Regions from separate parts of the Mus musculus genome. Here regions 1 and 3 are each linked to region 2. The links are chromatin contacts, called in public ChIA-PET and HiChIP or PLAC-seq maps. All regions are on one chromosome and are shown on one strand. The core of a region is the stretch at or near the end of the contact, and the rest is flanking DNA. Distances in the headings are between cores, read along the strand shown.

Region 1 (3,855 bases), core at 614-3,113, 810 kb after region 2:
GAATGCAGAAAGAGGTTAGAAAAAAATTAAAAATTAAACCAGGCATGGTGACACACTCCCATAATCCCAGCCTTTGGGAAGTTGAGGCAGGAAGATCTTGTGTTTGAGGTTAGTTCAGGCTACATAGTGAGACTCAGCCTCAGATCAAAACAAACAATAGGAAAAAAAAATTCAAAATCTCTCTCTCTCTCTCTGCCATTGATTACATTTTCAAGAAGGAAAATCAGATGCAAGATGAAAACTACAATTGAGAACAGAAAAAAAATATCTAGGCCACCAACTCTGCAGCTCTGTGCCAAACCCATTCAGAACTGACAGCCTAATGCCAGGGACCGACACTGCATGATGGCGGCCACCTTGGCTCTTGCATGGGGAATACACTCGGTAGCTGGTTCCTTCTCCAGGATCCTGGAGGACTTTCGGGGGAGGTGCGTTACAAGGTACAGAGACATGTAAGACACAGGCCCAAGCCTCCAGGAGCTCACAGTACCTATCACGAGCAAATGTCTGGGCTCTCTCTTGATTTCCAGTGAAGAGGCAGTCTTTGACGTGTAAAGTGCTTCAGAGAGGCCCCAAGGGGTCTTTTCTTTTGCACTTGGAGGTTGGTCAGAACGACCTATCAAAACTGTTTTATCACTGGGAATCCATAGTCTCGGAAATTGTATAGCTTAACCTTTGAAGAAGAGAGGTCTCCTGTCGTTAGTTTCCCAAGCAAAGCACAGCTGCTGTTAGCATCGGATTGTTCAGAATAGCCCTGATTTCAAATAGTTCAGAAATGTAGTTGGAAGAGTGCAGTGAGTGGTTGGTACCACTTTACACATGTGGCTTTCTGCTGAATGCCTGTAACCCAGGCCTTTAGCCATTAGCCCAGGGTACCATTTCCGAGGACCTGTGGTGGCCGCAGTCCTCTCTGCTTTGCCTCTCTGGGAAATGACCAGGAGCCCCAATGCCCCACATGTCAGTCTGTTGATGGTGCCTCCCATCGGCCTGCAGCTGCGGAGGATCGGAGGATCGCATGCTTTGGCGTGCCTCTCTGTATGGTGGCTTTGACTCTGTGGCGGCATTCAGTTTGGTTTAAGATCACCAAAGGCAGGAACCCAGGACACTTAGCCATTCTCAGTCCAGGGAAGAAAGGAGCCGAAACAAAGGGCTGTGTGACAAGGAGGGGTGAGCACGGGACCATGCAAGAAGTCTGGGAGAAGTGAGATCCAACCAGACAGGGACTGTGCCCAGTGGCTTAGATACAGGAAGTGAGAATTGAGCATAGTGGGGCAAGGAGTCAGGACCCGGGATAACCTATATGTCATGGGTCAGGGGCAAAAGTGCCCTCCTTCATAGGCACAGCTGTTACTGAGGACAGCTTAGTGCACTGTGAGTTTCAGAAACAGCAGTGGGAATATCTCAGTTAAAAATTCAGAGCCAGCCACACAGTTGAGAACGAGAACTGAATTATACATATCTTTTCTGAGGGAAGAAGATTAAAGGAAAGGTTTTCTTTCTCTCTCTTCTTTTTTTTTTTGTTTTGCTTTTCTTTTTTGGCTGGTGGTTGTAAGTAGGTCATTGGCAGCTGTACAGCTGCAATGGCCGGGCAGGGGGAAGAGGTGTGTGTTGGGAATGTCCTGGGCCTGTTCTTCCAGTGCACTTGCAGGGCGAGAGGCCTGTGCCATTCCACCTTGTCATCTACACGGACTTGCCGATAATGATGTGTAGGGAGACGTACTCGCCTGCTCGGCCCCGATCGTTGGGACACTGATTGATTGTCTTCTGTGTTTCTCTGGTTGCAGAGCCCACGGTCTCCTCCCTGATCTGCTCCTCGGGGCCCTTGCTCCACTTCCTCATCGTCTGCCCCTTCGTCATGCTGCTCCTTCTGGCCACGTCCTTCCTCTGCTTGTACCGGAAGGCCAGGAAGTTGTCACAGCTGAGTCTCAGTGCAAAGAAAGAAAAGGCTCTCTGGGTGGGCATGAGAAAGACATCACTTCAGAAGGAAGCTGGAGAGGAGAGTGGACACTACTGAGGAGCACCTGGGCTGGAGAAAGGAGCGTGGAGGGATTGGGTTGGAGCGTGGAGGATGAATGAATTCTGTTTTAGACCTTGGCCAAGTTACCAAGGGACCAGAAGGGATGTGCCATGGACATAGATTGTTAACCATATCTTGTCGAGTGTTTCTTTGTGTAGCAACCATTTTTTTTTCTTTGCATCCTTCAGAAGCAGATAGTGTCATTGTCCCCACTCACACAGACCTCACCTCCTGGAGGTCCAGCCTCATCTGGAAAGAGAGGAACACCAGCTGTCGAGCCTTCCTTCCTCTCTCATTCCTCTCCCACTCATCTATTCCCTTGGCAACATCAGCTTGGCCCAGTCACAAGGGAAATCATTTTTCTCTAGATAAGAAATGTAGGAAAAACCGGGTGTCGGCAAAGCCGGAGGGATTGAGAGCATGGACTGGCTTGCCTGAAATCGGACTCCCCCAATCATTATGTAATTTTTTCTAGGCAGAAATCCGATGTTTTTTCTCCAACCCCCCTTTACAAATGCCCGCTGAAAAGTGTAAGAGTCGTTGTCTAATCAATATCGGCGCTTTGACAAAAGGGTAATGTGTTACAGCCTTTTGGAAGTTTTCATTTGGCTTCCTGCTTTTATAATTGGGGATGCTTTTTGTTTCTGTTTTTATGATGTCAAGGAAAGGCCTTGGGATACAGCCCTAGGCCAGCCTTGAACTTGATCTCACTGTCTAGCCCTACACTGTACAGTCTGGACCGTCCTCCACCTTACAGCCCTCTTCCCCCCACCAAGGCCAGCCTCCAAGGGCTGGGATTCAAAGCATGCATTGGCACTGGTCGGTGCTGTGCATGTCTTTAATCCCAGCACTCAGGAGATAGAAGTGTATGAATCTCTACACTCAAGGCCAGCCTGGTCTACAGACTGAGTTCCAGGAAACCCAGGCAGGGCTACACCGAGAAACCCTCTCTTGGAAAAAGAAGGAGGAAGAAGAAAAGGAGGAGGAGGAGGAAGAGGAAAGGGAGGGTGAGGAGAGCAGGGGCATTGGCATGCTTGGTTTAAGAGATAGTAAGTCATCGTTGAAGAGCATCCTTCTTCCCATACAACAGTGTTCTACTCAGCCCCCAAGGCCTCCTATCTCCTTCACACACACACACACACACACACACACACACACACACACACACACACCAGCCTACCACCATAGTGCTAGGCCTTGGCCAGTGCCTTTGTTGAAAGCACTGAGTCGGAGGAAAGAGCCTCGGTAGAACTTGGGAGACGGCTCTGCAGTAATGCCCCTGTCTCATGGTACTGGAGTGTGGGTTCAAGGGAAGAAGAGGGTCAAGTCTGACTCCTGAGTTTCCTAATCTCACCCTAGAAATCCCAAGGGCGAGGTGTGATGGTTTAAGGCTTTCAAGAGCTGTTTCCACTGAGCAGGCCTGGCTGTAGCCAGAATTGAAAATCAATCAAATAAAGGACCTCAGATAACACATCTATTTATTGTCTATGTGACCACCAGGGTTTCTTCAGTACTTGGTAATTTGCATTTCTAAGGAGAGCCATTTATTTTTAATTATTTTATCAGGCACACAGTCCTCTCCAAAGATAATTAGTTCCTTTGCTCCTTTGCAAGCAGATTATCCGTGGCTGTGAGAACTGCCACCACAGACCTGCTGCTTCCTTAATCCAACTCCCTCTAAAGCCTCGTTTGAAACATTCCAAATGTTTTCTCAAACAACCAACACATTAACTTCTTCTCTCCCAGGTAATGATGAGAAGAAGAATGAAATTAGATAGTCCTTCAGACATAAATATGATGCCCCTACCCCACATTTTTAGAGGCCTTTCTATTTTTAA
Region 2 (3,975 bases), core at 1,091-3,590:
CCCCCCTCCTTCCTGTCATGAAACTGTCCCTGGACAGACTGTGCTCTGGATCCAATGGAGTAAGCTACCCACCCCAATGCAGACACCGTTCGGGACAGAGGGATCTTTAAAAATCTTACATCTAAATCCACCCTTCTAGATTATGCTGAAGGAAGAGCCTATATGTTCCCAGGACACCCCTGAGCTGCCCGAGGAGTGAGTGTTTCTGCCTTACCCCTCCTGCATCGCAGGGTTCTGCTTCCTTTTAGTCTTTAGGGTTTGCTTCTTCACACACGGAAGCCTTAGGATTGTCCTGGCTGGAAGGCATGCCCTCTGCTTTGTGAACTAGAAAATAGGAGACAACATGACTGCAGGTGGCAGCCTCTGAATGGTGGCTTAAACCCCAAACTGCCACTCACGGAGCACAGGTCGCGTATACCTGGCAAGAGTCTCTCCTCTCTCAAGTCTACAGCTTCCACTCTTCCTGAAAACCCTGCCTGCTCCACTCTAGGGGTCCGCATGGCAGGGAACAGCTTAGCCCCGGGATGGGTCTGCTGGCACAATATCTCTTGAAGCATTGTGTCACTGTGCCACTCCAACAAGATGTGATTTTCTTCAGTGTCAGGGCTATGCTGGGGACCACCAGGAAGCAGACTCAGCCCCCTTGGTTTGACCCAAGTTTCCAGGGCTTTGGTAAATGTCCCTATAGCATTTTGAGTCTTTTAAAGATTAAGTCAGTCTCCCGCCATGACTCCTGAAGGTTGAGATCTATATCTCTGACAAACACCAGCATTTGATGAATGAAGGAGAGGAGAGATATGCAAATGTACAGCGGTGTTTGAGTCTATCCCTTTTTCCTAGCCTGACCTTTCACCCTCTTCATCTGCTTCTCCCAGCCACCTCCAGCAGGACCCCACGGGCATGCTTACTCTCTGCAAGTGACGGATGGACTTTCTGATTTTTGACACGATTGCTCTTGTGTTCACTTTCTGAGTGACAGAGGGTTTCCATCTCCACCTGGGAAGAAGCCCAGAGCCGGGACCAGTTAGTGAGAAGCTCTTTTGGCAGCCGCCTGGATACATTAGTGTGTGTGTTAGTTTCATTTCCTGACACTGTGATATGATGAATGCTCCGGCGGACTCTGTTTAGGGAGAATGGTTTATCAGACTCACAATCCCAGGTTGCAGTCTGCCACTGAGGGGGCAGTAATGGCAACAGGAGCTTGAAGGAAGTAGTCGCAGTCGTAAACAAGAGCATGGGAAGTGCCATGTCAGAACTCATGGTAATTGTCAGTTTTAATTGTCAGCTCCACATAATCTAGAATCAATCGCTGGAGAGATGACTCTTAAAGAGAGGCCCTCTAACCAGCCTCGCCTACGGGCTCACCTGTAGCGGATTGTCTTGACTGCATTGATTTTGACATGGGAAAAAGGCCATTCTGAAAGTGGATACCACCATAGGACTGGACCCTGAACTGTACAGGAAAGGAAAAGTGAGCTAGGCACGCCCCGCCCCCACCCCACATTGGACCTGAGAGGAAAGTGGTCCCTAACATCATTTCATTCACGGACAGTCCAAGGCAGTTTTGCTGCGACCACATGCATTGTTGACTGTTCAATGACCCTGGACTATAAGTGGTGGACCCCCTGCCCCCAGTTTTCCATTGTGATAATCATAAAACATGTATCTATGGCTGTCCCCTCATTTAAAAAAGTTCCTGGGTAGCTCTCACCCCCCTCCCCACCCCCGCCCCCTACTCCCATGCCCACCATTCCCAGAATAAATTGGTTGGATCCGAATTCTTTTGTTGGTGTTTACAAATTGTTTGGGGTTTGTTTGTTTGTTTGTTTTAACCCAATGACAATGGAACATGGAGTCAAGGGATCCCTCTGGTGCGGTGACAGAAGAGTGATTCCAGATAGAGAAACAGCAAAAGCTAGGAAATGGGTGCCGCTGGGGGGAAGGGAGGGGACAGGAGGAGAGAGGGTGGAGTAGAGACTGATGTATAAAGACTGTTAGTGAGGGCCCAGGTGCCAGTGGGATCAGGGTCACCAGCGTCGGGCTTCCCTTCCGTGTCTGTCTCAGTTTCTTTATTACTTTCTTCATCTTACCATTTGGTTAGGAGGCCCTGCCTCCAAGGGGCTCTGGCAACACTAAAAGAGCTCCTGTGGGTGAGATGTGAAGACTGTTCGAGCCTATGGTTCACTTCAGCCCCGGAGGCCATTGCTCCTTCAGCCAGTCCCACCCCACCCCCAACTCCCCCACCCCCCCACCCCCGCCCCGGGCATGAGCCGCGTCATCAGCAACAGGAAGTCACAAAAGTCTGAGCACCTTCTACCCACCGCTCTGTGCCTGGAACCCTCAGGCACTGTGGTTTTCCTTGCCTGGTGGCATCTGAGTGCGACCTATACCCTGCAGAAACACAGATAAAATGTGTGGTCCTGGGCTTCCCCGCACGTTAGAGCTGTGGGACCCAGGGGGGCAGTGAAGGTGTTTGGTACTCAGGCCTCTAGCGCAGGTGTATGACCCGCGAGTCCAGCAAGTTGGAAGCTCTGGAATAATACAATGAGGAACACTTCCCTTTTTTTTTTTTTTTTTTTTTTTTTTTTTGGTCTCAAAGTAAAATACCAAACACGACCCTACAGTAAAACATAGCAATAGGTCTTCTCATGAGGGTCACAGTTGATCTGCGGAAATCTGTCATTCCCATCAGGTAAATTTCAATCCCAGAGCAGTAAGTAGCTCCTCTGGGAACCAAATCCACCACGCAGTGAAAGCTCACACTTCCCTTTCTGAGCTCCTGCGGTGGTCAGCCAGATCTACTCAATCATGTGTGACCTTCTCTGACTCAGCCCGCAAAGGAGGCTGGGAGCAAGCACCCTCTTGGAGCAGTCAGGCTCCCAGAGTCCTCCCAGTTCCTCCCCAGCCCCGTTTTTCCTGTTGAATGTGATGGGCAGAGAAGGCTGCTCATTGGAGTCCCCTCAAACTAGCTTCGGTGGTGTCTTCAAGGGAAGTGACCTTTCTGAGTGGGTCCCCAGAGCACTAGAGATGCTGAGTGCGGTGACTCTGTGTGACACACCCTTGGCTTCTGCTCGCTTTACTGCAGTAGAAGCCTGATATCTGGCAGCCTCTGCCACCAACCCCAGGCCTGCACTTTGGGCACTGAGCATGCAATCTCTAAGTGCTCTGGACTCCTTTGAGAAAGAGGACATTAGCGCTGATGTTATTATATAGTAATGAGAAAATGTTCCTGTGGCAGAGCACAGTGTACTCTGCAAGGAAATATAGTTACCGGAATTACCCTCTCATGTATCGCCCCTCCAGGATATCAAAGTTGACAGCCCGGACTCAGGCCTGTGGTCATTTCCAGGTCACCTATCTGGTCCTCCTTCAACCTCCTCTGGCCTCGGAGGCTCAGGTCAGGTGCCTTCCCACCTATCTTCCCTCCACTCCCGAGAGTTCTGGGTGGACAGCAACTGTGCAAACACTTGGCTCAAATTTCCTTGTTCAGTTGCTGTGACAGAACCTGGGGTTAGGCAAAGTTTGCTTTCATTTTACACACAAGGAAAAACCAGGCCTGGAGTGGTTAAAGCCACTTGGCCAGTGACACACCAGGGGATGGAAATCCAGGTAACGGGGCTCGGTAAACAGATGATTGGACCCCATGCTTCGCAGCCCCACAGTCTGGGGCTTCTGTGTGGGTCTAGGTGCAGAACAAATTGTAGTCATCACGGTGCTTAGCATCCTGAGCACCGGGTGCTACAGAGTCAAGAAGTACTACTGATGAGCATCCCAGCTGTGTAGGAGGGGAAGCCCCCAGGCAAGCTCTGGGTCCCAGCGAGTGGACAGAGAGCCTCCATCTTAGCCACCTCCTCTTTTACCTGCCTACTTCTATCATGTGTGGTCCTAAAAGGAAGCCCATCCGATTCTACAGCCTAATGTCATCCTAAACACAGAGGAATTCCATGATCTTCTTGCATACATCCATTAACAGAC
Region 3 (4,127 bases), core at 1,171-3,670, 530 kb after region 2:
ACCCACCTTGGTGTCCATGTCGTTCCTGTCGGTGAGGACAGCGACAACTAAGTGGGGACACTTGCCATGAAAGCTTGATGATGTGAGTTCCATCACAAGAACCCATGGAAGAAGGCAAGAACCAATGTATGAAAGGCATCCTCCGACCTTCATACACACACACACACACACACACACACACACACACACACACACACACACACACGAGCATTAAAAAAAAAGAAAATAACACTAAAATTCCAATCTATGATGGTCAGAGAGGATGCTGGGAGTTACTTCAGTTTTCTTTTTTCTTTTTATCTGTTGAGACTTGCTTTGTGTCTTAGTACATGGCCTGTTTTGGAAATTTTTCCATGAGCTGTTAAGAAAGTATAAGTACACTGTAGCTGTCTTTACATACAACAGAAGAGGGCATCAGATCTCATTATGGATGGTTGTGAACCCCCATGTGGATGCTGGTATTTGAACTCAGGACCTTTGGAAGAGCAGTCAGTGCTCTTACTGTATCAGATATTAACATAGCTACATTTGCTTGCTTTTTAAGCCCATTTACTTAGAACATCTCGTTCGTCCTTTTGCCCTGAGGTAATCTCTATTCTTGATGTTGAGATGTGTTTCTCAGATGCAACAGAAAGATGGATCTTGTTTTCTAATACTGTGACTATGTGTCTTTTTATTGGCAAATTGAGACCCTTAATTTCAGAGTTATCAATGGGAAGTGTTTATTGGTTACTGCTATTTTGTCGTTTTGGTGTTTGCTTTCTCCCCTTACCTGATTTACTGTTCTGGTATTATTTTGTTGTTGTTATTTGTTTGAGATGTTCTATTGTTGTTTTGTTTTTGAAGACATGGTTTCTCTGTGCAATTCTGGCAGCCCTGGAACTCTTGCTGTAGACCAGGCTGGCTTTGAACTCAGACATTTGCTTGTCTCTGCTTCTGGAGTGCTGGAATTAAATGTGTGTCTTCTTGAGTGCAGTTAATCTGTTCAGAGTGAGGTTTTCTTTCTAGTGCCTTCTGTAGAACTGGATTGGTAGATAGGAATTGCTTTCATTTTTATTTTTCTTCATCAGTTGCAACTGATAGATTTTCTGGGCATAGTAGTCTGGGCTGGCATCTGTGGTCTCTCAGAGTTTGTAGAACATCTAGCTAGGCTCTTCTGGTTTTCAGAGTCTCCATTGAAAAGTCAGGTATTATTCTAGTGGACCCACCTTTATATATGATTTGATCTTTTTTTCCCCTTGTAGCTTTTATTTTAGTATGCTTTCTTGTTCTGTACATTTAGTGTCTCGATTAATATGTGGCATGTGGACTTCCTTTTCTGGTTCCATCTGTTTGGTGTCCTGTATGCTTCATGTTTCTTGGTAGGCATCTCCTTTTTTAGATTGGGTGAACGCATCTACAATGTTGTTAAAAGTGTTTTCTGTGCCTTTGCCCAGGGTTTCTTCTCCTTTCACACTTTATGTGTTCTGTGCACCTGGGCCTTTTTAGACTGCCCATGTTCTTTGCCTGAGCCTTCCACCTCTTCTACTTTGTTGTCCCTGAACTTCCACTGGTGAGACTCACCTCTGACAATGTTTGGGTTTACTTCTGTTTTTTACACCCTAACTTTTTCATCTTCAGTTTTATTTCTGCTTAGGTTCCTTCAATAATCCTAATCCTTTGCTATGTTCTCCTTTCCAGTCTTGAATTGTTCTCACCTCTCATCACTTCACTTAACAGTTTGTGCTTTCATGGTCTTCATTAAGGCATTTATTCAGATCCTCTTTGAGGCCCTTAAATTTTTTAAAATTGCTATCTGAAGTCCTTGTCTTGTGCTTCAGCTAACTTGCATTTCTCAGGGCCTATTGCAGTAGGGTTACTGGCTCCTGAAGGAGGCATATTGTCTTGGCTGTTCACATTTGTGTTTTTACATATAGATATAGACATTTGGAGTTATGATGTTTGTGATGTTTCTTGATATAGATACCTGATCTTGCCTTTGTTGAGAGGGTGTTCTGTTGTTGTTGCCCACTTTGGATTCAAGGCAAGTATGGAGGCCCTAGGGTCCTTGGTAGAAAGTCATTGGGGTCAGTGGGACACAAAGGAATGGAGATGGGCCAGAAGAAAGGCTGAGAGGGGAGGCAGGAAAGAGCTAGGGAGCCTGGGGTTCTCAGGAGTATAGGTAGGGTGGGAGCTGGGACTCCTACAGGCAGGTTGCTACAGAACTAAGAATAGTAGATCAGAAGAGATCAGAATGGCAGACTCAAGACTAGTGAAAACCATCTTTGTGCTTCCCAGCCCAATGTGGCCACTGGGGGGTCTTTGGTAGAAAGTGTTTCAGAGGGTTGGTGGCTAACAAAATGGCCAGAAGACAAGGCTGAGAGGGTTGGTGGGCAAGAGCTCATCTGGATCCCTGCCAAGAGTTGAGTCCCAGTGAGTGGTAAAGTGATATTTTTGTAAGAAACGAAACTTGAAGGAAGTTGTTACAGCAGACTTGACATTCGAGAAAGATTAAGGGGATGTTTTAGAAAAAAAGAAAACCACAAAGATCAGAAGTTTCAACTATATAAATTTTTTTTTTTTAGAAACTAGAGAATAAATGAATACAAAACCCACTTCTCTTTCCTATTCTTAATTGTCATAGCATATAGCAGTAGTTAACCACAACAAGGTATTTGATTCTGCGTGTACATGTGTGTATATATGGGCATGTGAGCTTGTGTGCATGCATGTTCACATACATGTGCACTTTTATGTGTAAGTGAAAGGAGGCACAGCAATTTAACAAGGATGGAAGGATGGAATTGGAATTACTTTATTACTAACAAGAAATTATGTCACCCACTAAGTGGCATATTACTTAAAAGTAGACCTGGATTTTGGATTTTCTCTGAATATGTACTGTAAACTATAATGTAATATAATCACCATAAAACAAAAGTGTAATGATAAGCCAAGAAAGGGGAGAGAGCAACATAATACACAGAGCTCAATTAAAACCAAAGCAGCCAGAAGACAACAAAAGACCAATAGACAAGAAAGAGGAAATGCTACAAATGTTGTAGTGACTTAACTGCTGCGCCATTTCCAGCTCCTATTGTAGATTCCAATGTAATTGAACTGAGACAGAGATACTACACTAATATGACTCAAAGGAAAGTGGGATAACTTACTGATTTCAGGCAGTCTTCAGGCTGACAAATGTTATGTGAGATTAAGAGCACATTATGAACTAGTAAAGTTGTCACTTCTCTAAAACAGTAGAAGGATGTGTAGTTTGCCCACACCCAACAGTGGGGCTTACACCTGTGGGGCAGCAACCAGGAGGAGAGATGGCTTCACCCTCACAGCTGGAGACAAGAAGATCAGGAGACTCAGAACACAATGGAACGAACCTAGGAGCCATTAATGAGAGGATAGCTGAGATTCTTTTAAAATATGGACATGATGTGACACAAGAGTCAAAGAATAAAATCTCAGAGAAATTAAACTTATTTTGAACTGAACAAAAGCACAGCAACTAGCCAGGCATGGTGGCACACACCTTTAATCCCAGCACTCGGGGAGGCAGAGGCAGGTGGATTTCTGAGTTCGAGGCTAGCCTGGTCTACAGAGTGAGTTCCAGGAAACCCAGGCCTATACAGAGAAACCCAGTCTCAAAAAACCAACAAAACAAAACAAAACAACAACAACAAAAAAGCACAGCAACTGTATGCAATACAAATCGTGTTCACAACAAAATTAATAGCATTGAGTAGATATGTTTAAAAAAGAATTAAACTCAGTCAATTTAGTTTCAACCTTGGAAAACTACAAAATCAAACATCAAGCTAAATTCATCATAAACAGAGGAAAATAAATAAAAATTAAGGCAAAGAAAAAAGTCAATATAATTAAAACAAAGACATTGCAGTTAAGAGCAATACAGAAGACCTAAGTCCAGGTTTGGTTTCCATCTCCCCACATCAGACAGCTCATAACTGCTTGGAAATCCAGTTTAATGATCTGATATTTCTTCTGTCCTCTTATGGGCACCTGCACACATATTCACACACAGTCACATACACACACACACACACACTTAAAAATAAGAAAACAGGAACTCAATAGAGAAAAAAGAATGAAACCAAAATCCCAACATTAGAACA

The links. ChIA-PET counts read pairs in DNA pulled down with a chosen protein or histone mark. HiChIP or PLAC-seq counts read pairs in DNA pulled down with a chosen protein or histone mark.
Region 1: a contact with region 2 is called in an H3K27ac HiChIP or PLAC-seq map of double positive thymocytes, with 5 times the contacts expected there. The contact joins two enhancer-like sites. A contact is called at or near these places in 4 of 484 Hi-C or Micro-C datasets (the G1E-ER4 cell line, embryonic stem cells, nephron progenitors and 1 more), 4 of 115 datasets of contacts at active chromatin or transcription factors (astrocytes, bone marrow-derived macrophages, double positive thymocytes and 1 more) and 1 of 9 other capture datasets (embryonic stem cells).
Region 3: an RNA polymerase II ChIA-PET map of memory CD8 T cells shows a contact between it and region 2, with 104 read pairs. The contact joins two enhancer-like sites. A contact is called at or near these places in 4 of 115 datasets of contacts at active chromatin or transcription factors (astrocytes, embryonic stem cells, memory CD8 T cells and 1 more) and 1 of 9 other capture datasets (embryonic stem cells).

The regions. Positions count from the first base shown.
Region 1 is chr3:100,991,824-100,995,678 of GRCm38.p6, reverse strand. It overlaps Cd101 (CD101 antigen), which reads left to right. Exons shown (of 9, transcript NM_001167906.2): 9 at 1,785-3,490. The coding sequence ends at 2,014. Among named protein-coding and RNA genes, the nearest start is that of Ttf2, 24 kb to the right of the region's middle. Within about 2 kb of position 1,863, at least 95 of the 459 cell types and tissues checked have an H3K27ac peak or open chromatin away from gene starts, as enhancers often do. A contact at or near this core is called in bone marrow-derived macrophages, double positive thymocytes and regulatory T cells, where this site is marked.
Region 2 is chr3:101,798,901-101,802,875 of GRCm38.p6, reverse strand. No RefSeq gene overlaps it. Among named protein-coding and RNA genes, the nearest start is that of Gm33381, 27 kb to the left of the region's middle. Within about 2 kb of position 2,340, at least 105 of the 459 cell types and tissues checked have an H3K27ac peak or open chromatin away from gene starts, as enhancers often do. A contact at or near this core is called in bone marrow-derived macrophages, double positive thymocytes, memory CD8 T cells and 2 more, where this site is marked.
Region 3 is chr3:101,264,189-101,268,315 of GRCm38.p6, reverse strand. No RefSeq gene overlaps it. Among named protein-coding and RNA genes, the nearest start is that of Cd2, 22 kb to the left of the region's middle. Within about 2 kb of position 2,420, at least 29 of the 459 cell types and tissues checked have an H3K27ac peak or open chromatin away from gene starts, as enhancers often do. A contact at or near this core is called in memory CD8 T cells and regulatory T cell precursor, where this site is marked.